2 separate regions of the Macaca mulatta genome follow, and region 2 is linked to region 1. The links are chromatin contacts, called in public Hi-C maps. All regions are on one chromosome and are shown on one strand. Each heading gives the region's core, a stretch centred on a gene start, on an enhancer-like site or on the middle of the called end of the contact. The rest is flanking DNA. Distances are from core to core; before and after follow the strand shown.

Region 1 (4,402 bases), core at 536-3,035:
TATGTTTACAAACTCCAAAACATGCCTACAGAGGCATATTTTACTTTTTCTGGTCCAATATTCTCATCTACAGCATCCCCAAAGCAATACTAATGCAATTTCAGACCAAAACAAGGAGGAAAAAAAGTTCCTGAATGGCAATAAGTTTCATTAAATTCAGTTATAACAAGTATTTGGAAGTTTCCTAACAGTGGTTATTATTAATTATGGAGTGGGATGCAGACTACCATGGGAATAAATGCGTAAGAATGTGACAATCAGAAAGCAAATATACTGTGACACCCCTTTTCACAGCCCTGATTTGTTTATTCTTTCTTGCCTCTAACTTACTACAGTTCAAAACGCTACGCAATGCACGCTTGCTGGTCTCCTTAAGCCCACAGCAGGATTTTATATCAATAAGCCAGCAATCAAATACTTCAAGATATGCTGAAGAGCAGACAATGCAGGCAGTTCTAAAGATTTCTCATTTTATTTTTGTTTTGTTTTGATGTTAGACCGAGCCACATCACCCTCACGTACAAACAGCTGAGGAGGCACACACTTTCACTTAAAACGTCTCCAAACTCGGCTCATGGCCCAGCACGCATGCATGGCCCATGCAGACAAACAAGAAAGGCTTTGGAGTGCGGTGCCTGTTTTTCCTTTTTTTGTAAAGCATCGACAATCTCCTTTTACCCTGACCATTCTTTTTAAAGCCACAAACACCCTCCCCTCTCCCCTACACACACACCCCATTCCCTCCCCCGCCAATTCCAACCCGAGGAGGCGGGGGCGGGGGAGATGGGGCCGCCGGGGGATTCAAAACCTGCCCTCACAAAAGACAAACATAAATAACACCAACTTGAGAGGCAGCCGATTCCCAAGCCCGGTTCGGGACGCAATCCCTCGGCCCTGGGGCAGGACCGGGAGAGCAGGTGACGCCAAGCGCTATGGTAGGAGGTCGCAGTCTAGCTTTGTGCCAAGAAGCACCTGAAGTCCTAACACATTGGCTGCGGCTCCCGGCGGCTGCCAGGCGGATCCCAGTGTGACACGGAGAGAGACGAGCTCCCTGGCCACATTTAAAAAAATAGAAAAGAAAAAAAAATTACAGGGTAATGAAAATAAATCCCTTTGTTTTTCCTCCCAATGTGCCAGGAAACAATAGATCCCACTGATAATGCCTCCGATCTTCAACCTATTGCTCCTCCACCACAACCCACCCCCACCCCCAGCCTGCAACTCAGCCTTTGTACAAGCCGATTTTTTCCTCCTCTCCACCCTCCCCAACTCCTCGCCCCGCGCTCAGCCTCCCCCTTACCCGAGCGGGAGCGCCGCGGGCGGGGAGGGTCGGGCCGCCACGGCTCCCACCCTCTCCTCGCAGGCGCCCCCCGCCCCACGGTGGCCGCGGCGGCACGGCACGGCGCCGGCCCGCTGTGTACACCGCAACCCGCTCTTCACGGCGCAGCGCGCTGGGCGGCTGCGGCGGCCGCTTCCACTCGCGCCTCGGCCCCCACGCGCTCCCTGCCCGCGGCGGGCGGCCCCGGGAGGCGCGCTGCGCTCCCCAACGCCATTGCGGGCGGGCGGCGGCCCGGGCAGCTACGCGCCCGCATGCTCGGACCGGCCTGGGGCCAGGGGTGCCGGCAGAAGAAGGGGTTTGGCCCACGTGCGGTCGCCAAGCCGGGCCGTTTGGGCAGCCGGGGAGGCCGCGGTGTAATGGAGGCGAGGCCGCGGGGGTGAGGAAGACCAGGGGGTAACAGGTGCCTCACCTCGGCTGATGGGATTAACTCTAGGGCCGCAGAGAGAGGGAGCCCGGCAGCAAAATCCCGGGAGAGGGAGAGAGAGGGAGCCTCTGGCGGCCAAGGAAGGGCGAAAAGCACCGGCCCGAGGCGAGGCCGCCCCACCCCCTCGGCCGTGGGCGAGGGGCCTCTCTGGCCTGGGGCAAGGCCCCTTCCTGTTCGGGTGTTGGCTCCGGAACTTGGTTCTGGGGCTGACCGCTGCTGGAGCCCCACTTAGTCTGAGTCTGCAGTTAACTCCGTGACCCCAAGGCATCCAAATCCCAGGCCACTCTGCTGGCCTGGAAGGCCAAGACGTAGGCCCAAGTCTGGTGTGGCCTTCACCTAAGCCACTGCGCCTGGCCTACTACTTACCTTGACCTTAAAGTCCCACTGCCAAAGAGAAAGGGATGAGGAGGTCTTCTACCTTTCCTGTCTAGGGAGAGTTTTTCAGCTCACCCCACCCCTCCGCCCTTTTCTAAACGCTCAGTACTCCCTCTTACACCCCCAAGTACCGGAAGTGTTACCACCTTCCTGCAAAATATAAAACTGATCATGACTGTCAATACAGATCTTTAAACCAATCCTTCCAAAAAGCCTAGGTAGCAGGAACTCTTAAAGAATAATTTTTCAAGAAGGTAAAAACATGACAATGGTAGAAATACAAAATGAACATGGGTCAAAATTTTATAACTCTTTTAATTAGAAAGGGAACCCCAGCAAGATACCGCAACCCACTCATGTGAGACTGTGAAGAATAGGTATAGAGACAAGAAGAGGCAAAGCCGCTTAATATTCTATAGAGCACTGAAATGTAATGTGTATTATTATCTGTTTTACAGGGCGGTAACCAGTTGTATCTGTAAAGTAACAAATTTGCATTCTGTAGATAAAACTCATTTACATTACCAAACGTATCTACAGCTTACTGAGTAGTAAAATAGCCTAGTGAAAGTCAGTCTAAGAAAGGTGCAGAGGACTCTAAATTTCACAACACTCCGGAGTCCTGTAGATAACATCCAACATTCCATTGAAAGGACAAACAGTAATCTTTTGCTCATTTCAAAGTCTTTCACAAGTTTTCCCAACATAACGATTTTTAGCCCCATTTCACTGATGGAAAAACTAAGGTTTAGGTTTTGTAACTTACCCACTTCTTTATTGGCTATTAATAGTGAATGATTATGGCTGAATATGAACCCAGCAAGTCTGTACACAGATTCTATATATTCTGGGAGCAAAATCTTTTCATTTCAAAAGGATTTTGTAACTACTCAATTCTATGTATTTTTCTATGTATTTTTTTAATTTTAAGCAGTAAGGGCTTTTTTTTTTTTTCCTTTAAGCATCACCAAATTCTGGGTCCTTTCCCAAGAAATTGGCATTCTCTGTCTATGAAGTAGATGTCACTTCTATAAGCATAAACAGATGTAACAGGCAATGTGAGGGGGCTGTGGTTCCAGGCTCCACTTTTGGAAAGAACATTTGTGCTGTCTGGGATAATCTAGTGGAAAAGTTCCTGTCATTTATTTGCAGTATGGAAACCAGGTTTTTTAGGCGAATAACCTAAATAAATGCAGAATCTAATCACTGAGTTCTGGCTGTAGAAGAGGGGGCAGAGTTGGCAATAAAATCAGTCTTACACCTCTTTGCAAAAAGATGATTCATACAGAAAAGCACCCTAAAGGATTTGGTTGGTTTAAGTTTTATCTTTTGAAAATATGAAACTTTTGGAAAAATTTATACTGAAGGAATGACAGAGTTTTAAACCCAATGGTGAGAATTTAAGATTCCTAGATTTCCTATAATGGACCTTCCATTTCCAACATTTACTTGAATGTTCGAAGAGTCTGTTAGACCTGTGCTAATCCAATACATGCGGCTATTTAACTTTAAATTAATTAAAATTAAATACAATTGAAAAATCAGTTCCTTAGTCACACAAGCCACATTTGAAAGGCTTGATGGCTACATGTGGCTAGTGGCTACTCTGTTGGAAAGTGTAGATACACAACATTTCCATCATAGAAATTTCTATCAAACAGTGTTGTTCTAGACCACATTTGCACTTCTATGAACTTTATAAGGGTTAACTTAGTTCAATACATCATTAATGTATGAGGGATCAGAGGTCATAAATTTTATATGTTCCAACTGGAAAGGTGGTGAAAAGTGTGAAAAGTGAACTTCATTACTGACATGCAAAAAATCCAAAATGTGTTTGCGGTAGGGGAGTTCTCAATTTTCATATATGGTATCTTAACCTTTCATAAATCATATAGAATATTGTGGGCTGTTATTTTCATTTCCTTTGCAACCAATAATATCATGATTAGTAAGACCACAAGATTAGAGGATAAACAAAAAGTGCAAAATATATTCTACATTGTTTTAGGGGTTTTCTCAATGTATTTCTAAGTTTTTGTGATGGACATTCTAAGAACTATACAAAGAATTAAGTTATTCACGTGTGTATGTGAACCACTGGGTGCAGCTGTGAAATTAAGCCTAAACTAAGCCTGAATCAAATTTTAAGACTAGGGAAAACTGGCTAAGCTGGTACTGAAGACTGCCTGTCACAACTTCATTTCTAGCAGGAAGATACCTAGCTGGTTGTGTACTAATGGAAGTTCCTGAAGGAAGAGAAA
Region 2 (4,402 bases), core at 1,426-3,925, 250 kb after region 1:
ATTTGGCTAAACTGCCGTTAGAGGCACCAGCCATGCCAGTTTACAAGGTCCCTTCGTAAGCCATTATCAGGAGTTTAAATTGTGGGATTGTGTCATTGAATATATGCAAAGCACATATTAAAAGTGCTCATAAATTCCAGTTATAATTATTAATTGTTTTATTATTCTAGTAGACACTAGTAGCCAAAGAGCAAAACCGACACAGCAGAGAAACCGCAGGGGGGCGGGGCTGTACAGCCAGGCTCAGGCTGGGAAGGTGCGCAAGCGCAGAGGACAGGGGCCTGAAGGGAGGGGCTGAGGGCTCACACTGCGCATGTGCGCTAGCTGGCTCTGAGGGAGGCGGAGCTATAGGCCAGTCCGGCAGAGGCAGGCTTAGGGAGGGGCCAAGCCTTGGAGAGGGGGGGGCCTGAGCAGGCCACCTCAGAGAAGGCGGGCCTGGGGGAGGCGGGATCTGGGTGAGCTCACCTCAGAGGAGGCGGGCCCAGGGGAGGCGGGGCCTGGGCAGTTTATCTCAAAGGAGGCGTGCCCCGGAGAGGCGGGGCCTGGGCAGTTCACCTCAGAGGAGGCGGGCCCAGGAGAGGCGGGGCCTGGGCAGTTCACCTCAGAGGAGGTGGGCGGGGAGAGGCGGGGCCTGGGCAGTTCACCTCAGAGGAGGCGGGCCCGGGAGAGGCGGGGCCTGGGCAGTTCACCTCAGAGGAGGTGGGCTGGGGAGGCGGGGCCTGGGCTGCTCACCTCAGAAAAGGCGGGCCTGGAAGAGGCGGGGCCTGAGCAGCTCACCTCAGAATGAGGTGGCCAGGGAGAGGTGGAGCCTCGGCAGGCAGACGCTAAGGAGCTGGGAGGAGGGGCCTGAGGACGCCGCATCTAGAAGGCGCGCTCTGGGAAGGCGCGCTGCAGGGGAGGCGCGCTCTGAGGAGGCGCTGTGGGAGGAGGCGCTAAGTACCGCAGAGAAGGCACGCTAGGATGGGCGGGGCAGGCCTGAGACTGGCTGCTACAGGGCTGCAGAGGATCTGCACGCCCCCCCCAGAATCCCCCCTCCCAAACTCCTCCCACCAACCACCAAAGCCAGATTCATTTCATGCAGCAAGAGCAATCCACAGATCCAATCCCCCCGCCATACTCAGCAAACCCACAGTTTCCACAAACTGTTGCTGGACGCTGATTCGCGCCACCACAACTACACCGCCACTTCAATCAAGCACAACCAGGCAGGCAGCCTGCTCTGCCCTCACCAAAAGATTCCCGTTTCCACTCAAATCAGCGCCCCTCCACTCCACTGCTATAGCGGGAATGGTATGGGCAGAATGTTAAACACTAATTTTTGCCCAGGGCTCCATTTTGTCTACCAGCACCATCATGCAGAGAACCGTCCTGCAGAAAAATAGAGTGGGAGCCATTCCAAAAGGTGAAAGGGTGGGGTCCTGCTCCAAGAAAACAGAGGAATTGTACTCCTCAGCTCATGTCCCACTACGGCTGCTTTATTTGTAGCGCAAACACAGTCTGCAGCTCCTGTACCTCTGTAGCTCTTACCACTTTGTAGTGCATTTTAGGTGTGAATTGTTCCGCAGCTCATGTACCTCTGCAGTTCATGTGCCTCGGAGCGCAATGAAGCGCTGTCTTCGGGCTGGCTAATCGCATCGTTTTTGTAGCGTTTTTGTAGTGCTACTCTTCTGCAGCTCAGATTTTGCAGCGCGTGTAAAGCGCAATTCAGTTTTCTGTCTGCAGCTCCTATATCGCTGCTCCTCGTTCGGGATTGTAGCGCCACTGAAGCGCCCATCCATCAGTTTGTGGCACATAAAGCGCCCATCAGTTCATAGCGCAATGAAGCGCCAGTTGTAGCGCCCATCAGTTTGTCGCCCGCGTGAAGCGTGCTTGTAGCGCATCTGAAGCGCCAGTTTTGTAGCGCATTTGAAGCGCTTATCAGTTTGTAAAGCATGGCACTTGGTAGCGCATTTGAAGAGCAAATTGCAAATCGATCTGTAGCTCCTGACCGTCTGCAGCTCATCACTGTCCGCAGCTCATCTCTCTCTATAGCCCATATCTGGACTTGGTCCTGGAAACCCAAGCCTTGAAGGCTTGTTTTCCCCATTTGTTTTGGGGTACAGCCAGTGAAGGCGTGACAAGGTTTGCGTGGAGACATTCTGGGGTGCTACTCTATCTCCCGCAGCTCCCGATAAGCACGGGGAATGAACGTGATCTTTAAAAAAAAACGTCCTCACCGCATACTCACCACGCGAGGACTCCTCTGCGAAGGCAGGAAGGATGGGGTCCCACACCTGAGCCAGGCGCGGTCTCCACTGGGTGCTCCGCAGCCCGGAGTGGCTCCGGACGACAGCCCGCTCAGTGGACCTTTCGCCAGGCTTGGTGGACCTTCTCCGCTGTTCTCCTCAGGGCGCAGTCAGGTTTCTTCGACACACACCAACCGAAGTTGAAGCGCGTGTACCAAGAGCGCAGACTGCGAGCCTTATATAGGTTGCACCGAGGAGGGGGGCGCCAAATCCCAGCGTGCTCCGCGGGCTAGGGGGTGGAGGGGGGTGCGGGGGATGGGGGATGGGGGTGGGGGCGGTGGCAACACTACAGTGGCCCGCCGCTAGAGGGAGTACGGGATTACCGAGGGGGTGCGGGATGCTGATGCTGAACTGGCCAAGCTGGGAGGGAAGAAGAAAGGGAGGGGAGGGGAGAATCGAGGACGGACGGCCTAGCCAGGCCAAGAATGCAATTGCCCCGGTGGTGGGAGCTGGGAGACCCCTGTGCTTGGACGGGACAGGGTCGGGGGACACGCAGGATGAGCCCCGCGACCACTGGCACATTCTTGCTGACAGGTTAGTGGCCTGCGCGCGACGTGGAGGACCCGGGGCCAACAGGCCGCCGCCTCCCCATCCCCCGCTCGGGTTCCGGGCGCCTGGGCGCGCCCTTTGGGCACCAGCCTCTCTTTCTGTCCCGGACCCCACCGTACCCCTCCTTCAGTACGCCCTGTACCCCACTTTCCCGGCCCAGCTTCTCTCTTCCCAGGCTTGACCCCTGGCCTTTTTTCCTCTCGGCGCCCCCGCGGGCCCCTCCCTGCTCTGCGGGCGCAGAAATTCCATCTCCAATTCCCGTTCCCAACATCCCCCTCCCCGCCCAGCCCCAGGGTAGTCCTCTCCCGATCCCTGCAGCAAAGAGCTGGGGGTCGTTGCCTGTTTTTCTGGGGGGGCCGTTTCCCCGCGATTGGGCTCTGCGGCCGGGATGCGAGCCAAAGGAAATGGGTGTCAATCTGCGTCCCCGCTACACAAACACATCTTTTCTCCTTTTCTTGATCGTGATAGAGAACACAAAAATTTGACATTTAAAACACCGAATTTCCCCCTCTTGCTAAGTCCATTTCTCGGTGGCGGAAATCTCGGTTTTCTTCGGTTTTACGGAGCAGGGAAGCGGAATCGTGAAATGCTGGGAACTACACAGGGCGTTCAGGTCAGGGTTAACACCGGCTGGAAGCCAGAGATGCTGCCGCACCAAGTGCGCTATTTCCAGAAACCAAAACCAATTTAAAACAGCTGTGGATGCTTCCACTGTGTTTGGCGGGCTTCGGAGGCTCACAGCTACGGACTTTTGGTGGCGATTACGAGGTTTACACAGAGATCTTGCTTCCCCTGCAACGTTACATTTTCCTAAATCTTGTAGGGTGAATGAATGCGTTTAGTCACGGCAACCGCACGTTTAATCCTTTCCAGCGGGTTGCCGAGATTCAGCCACAAATATTTGCGTGCATTTGTACTATCAACATATATATTTTATGTCAGGGAAAATTGCAGTGGCTGATAAGACGCTAAAATACTGATGAGGAAGGATGCTAAATAAAACCTTAACGCGGGTTCCCATCTAAGCGCCTCAGTGTTAGGCGCTTGGGAAACTGACAATCTGTTGATGATCTTAGTAAAACAAATTTAAGTTAAAAGGGAAAACCAAATTGTCTACAGCTGAGTTAGGTTTCTGAAACACAGATGAAACGCTTTCATATTTGAAGAGCAAAATTGAGCACATTTTAGTAACATTGCTACGGATTATTTTATACTTGGAGGATCAATAAGAATTTGACTTATTGTCGTAACAACGTTGCAGACACCGCACTTTAAAAGCTAGCCTTTCTAGGAATAAACAAAACTGGAGCCCATTTCCTGAGATTTTACTTTTCATTAGAGATAAAATATCCACTATCCGGAATATGAATGAAGGAAATGCAGCTTTTTAACAAAGACATTTTCCTAGGAAGTTGGGTGAACACAATTACACTTTTTAGAAGTGCCTTTTAATTTAATCTTTAGGATATTCACTCTCTTCTGCAAGATAGAATAATTCCAGGATTTCTTATGCTTGGTAGAGTACTGTTCTGATGACCGCTGTCAAATTCTTAGCAGTTTTGTTTGTT

Evidence for each region. Hi-C and Micro-C count contacts between places; a contact is called where the count stands out from the background.
Region 2: a contact with region 1 is called in a Hi-C map of fetal cortex germinal zone, with 1.9 times the contacts expected there. The contact joins the promoter of SGCE here to the promoter of PPP1R9A in region 1. A contact is called at or near these places in 2 of 14 Hi-C or Micro-C datasets (fetal cortex germinal zone and fetal cortical plate).

The regions. Positions count from the first base shown.
Region 1 is chr3:124,472,321-124,476,722 of T2T-MMU8v2.0, forward strand. It overlaps PPP1R9A (protein phosphatase 1 regulatory subunit 9A), which reads right to left and starts at 1,786. Exons shown (of 16, transcript XM_077997042.1): 1 at 1,301-1,786.
Region 2 is chr3:124,723,314-124,727,715 of T2T-MMU8v2.0, forward strand. It overlaps SGCE (sarcoglycan epsilon), which reads left to right and starts at 2,676. Exons shown (of 9, transcript XM_077997058.1): 1 at 2,676-2,819. The coding sequence starts at 2,711.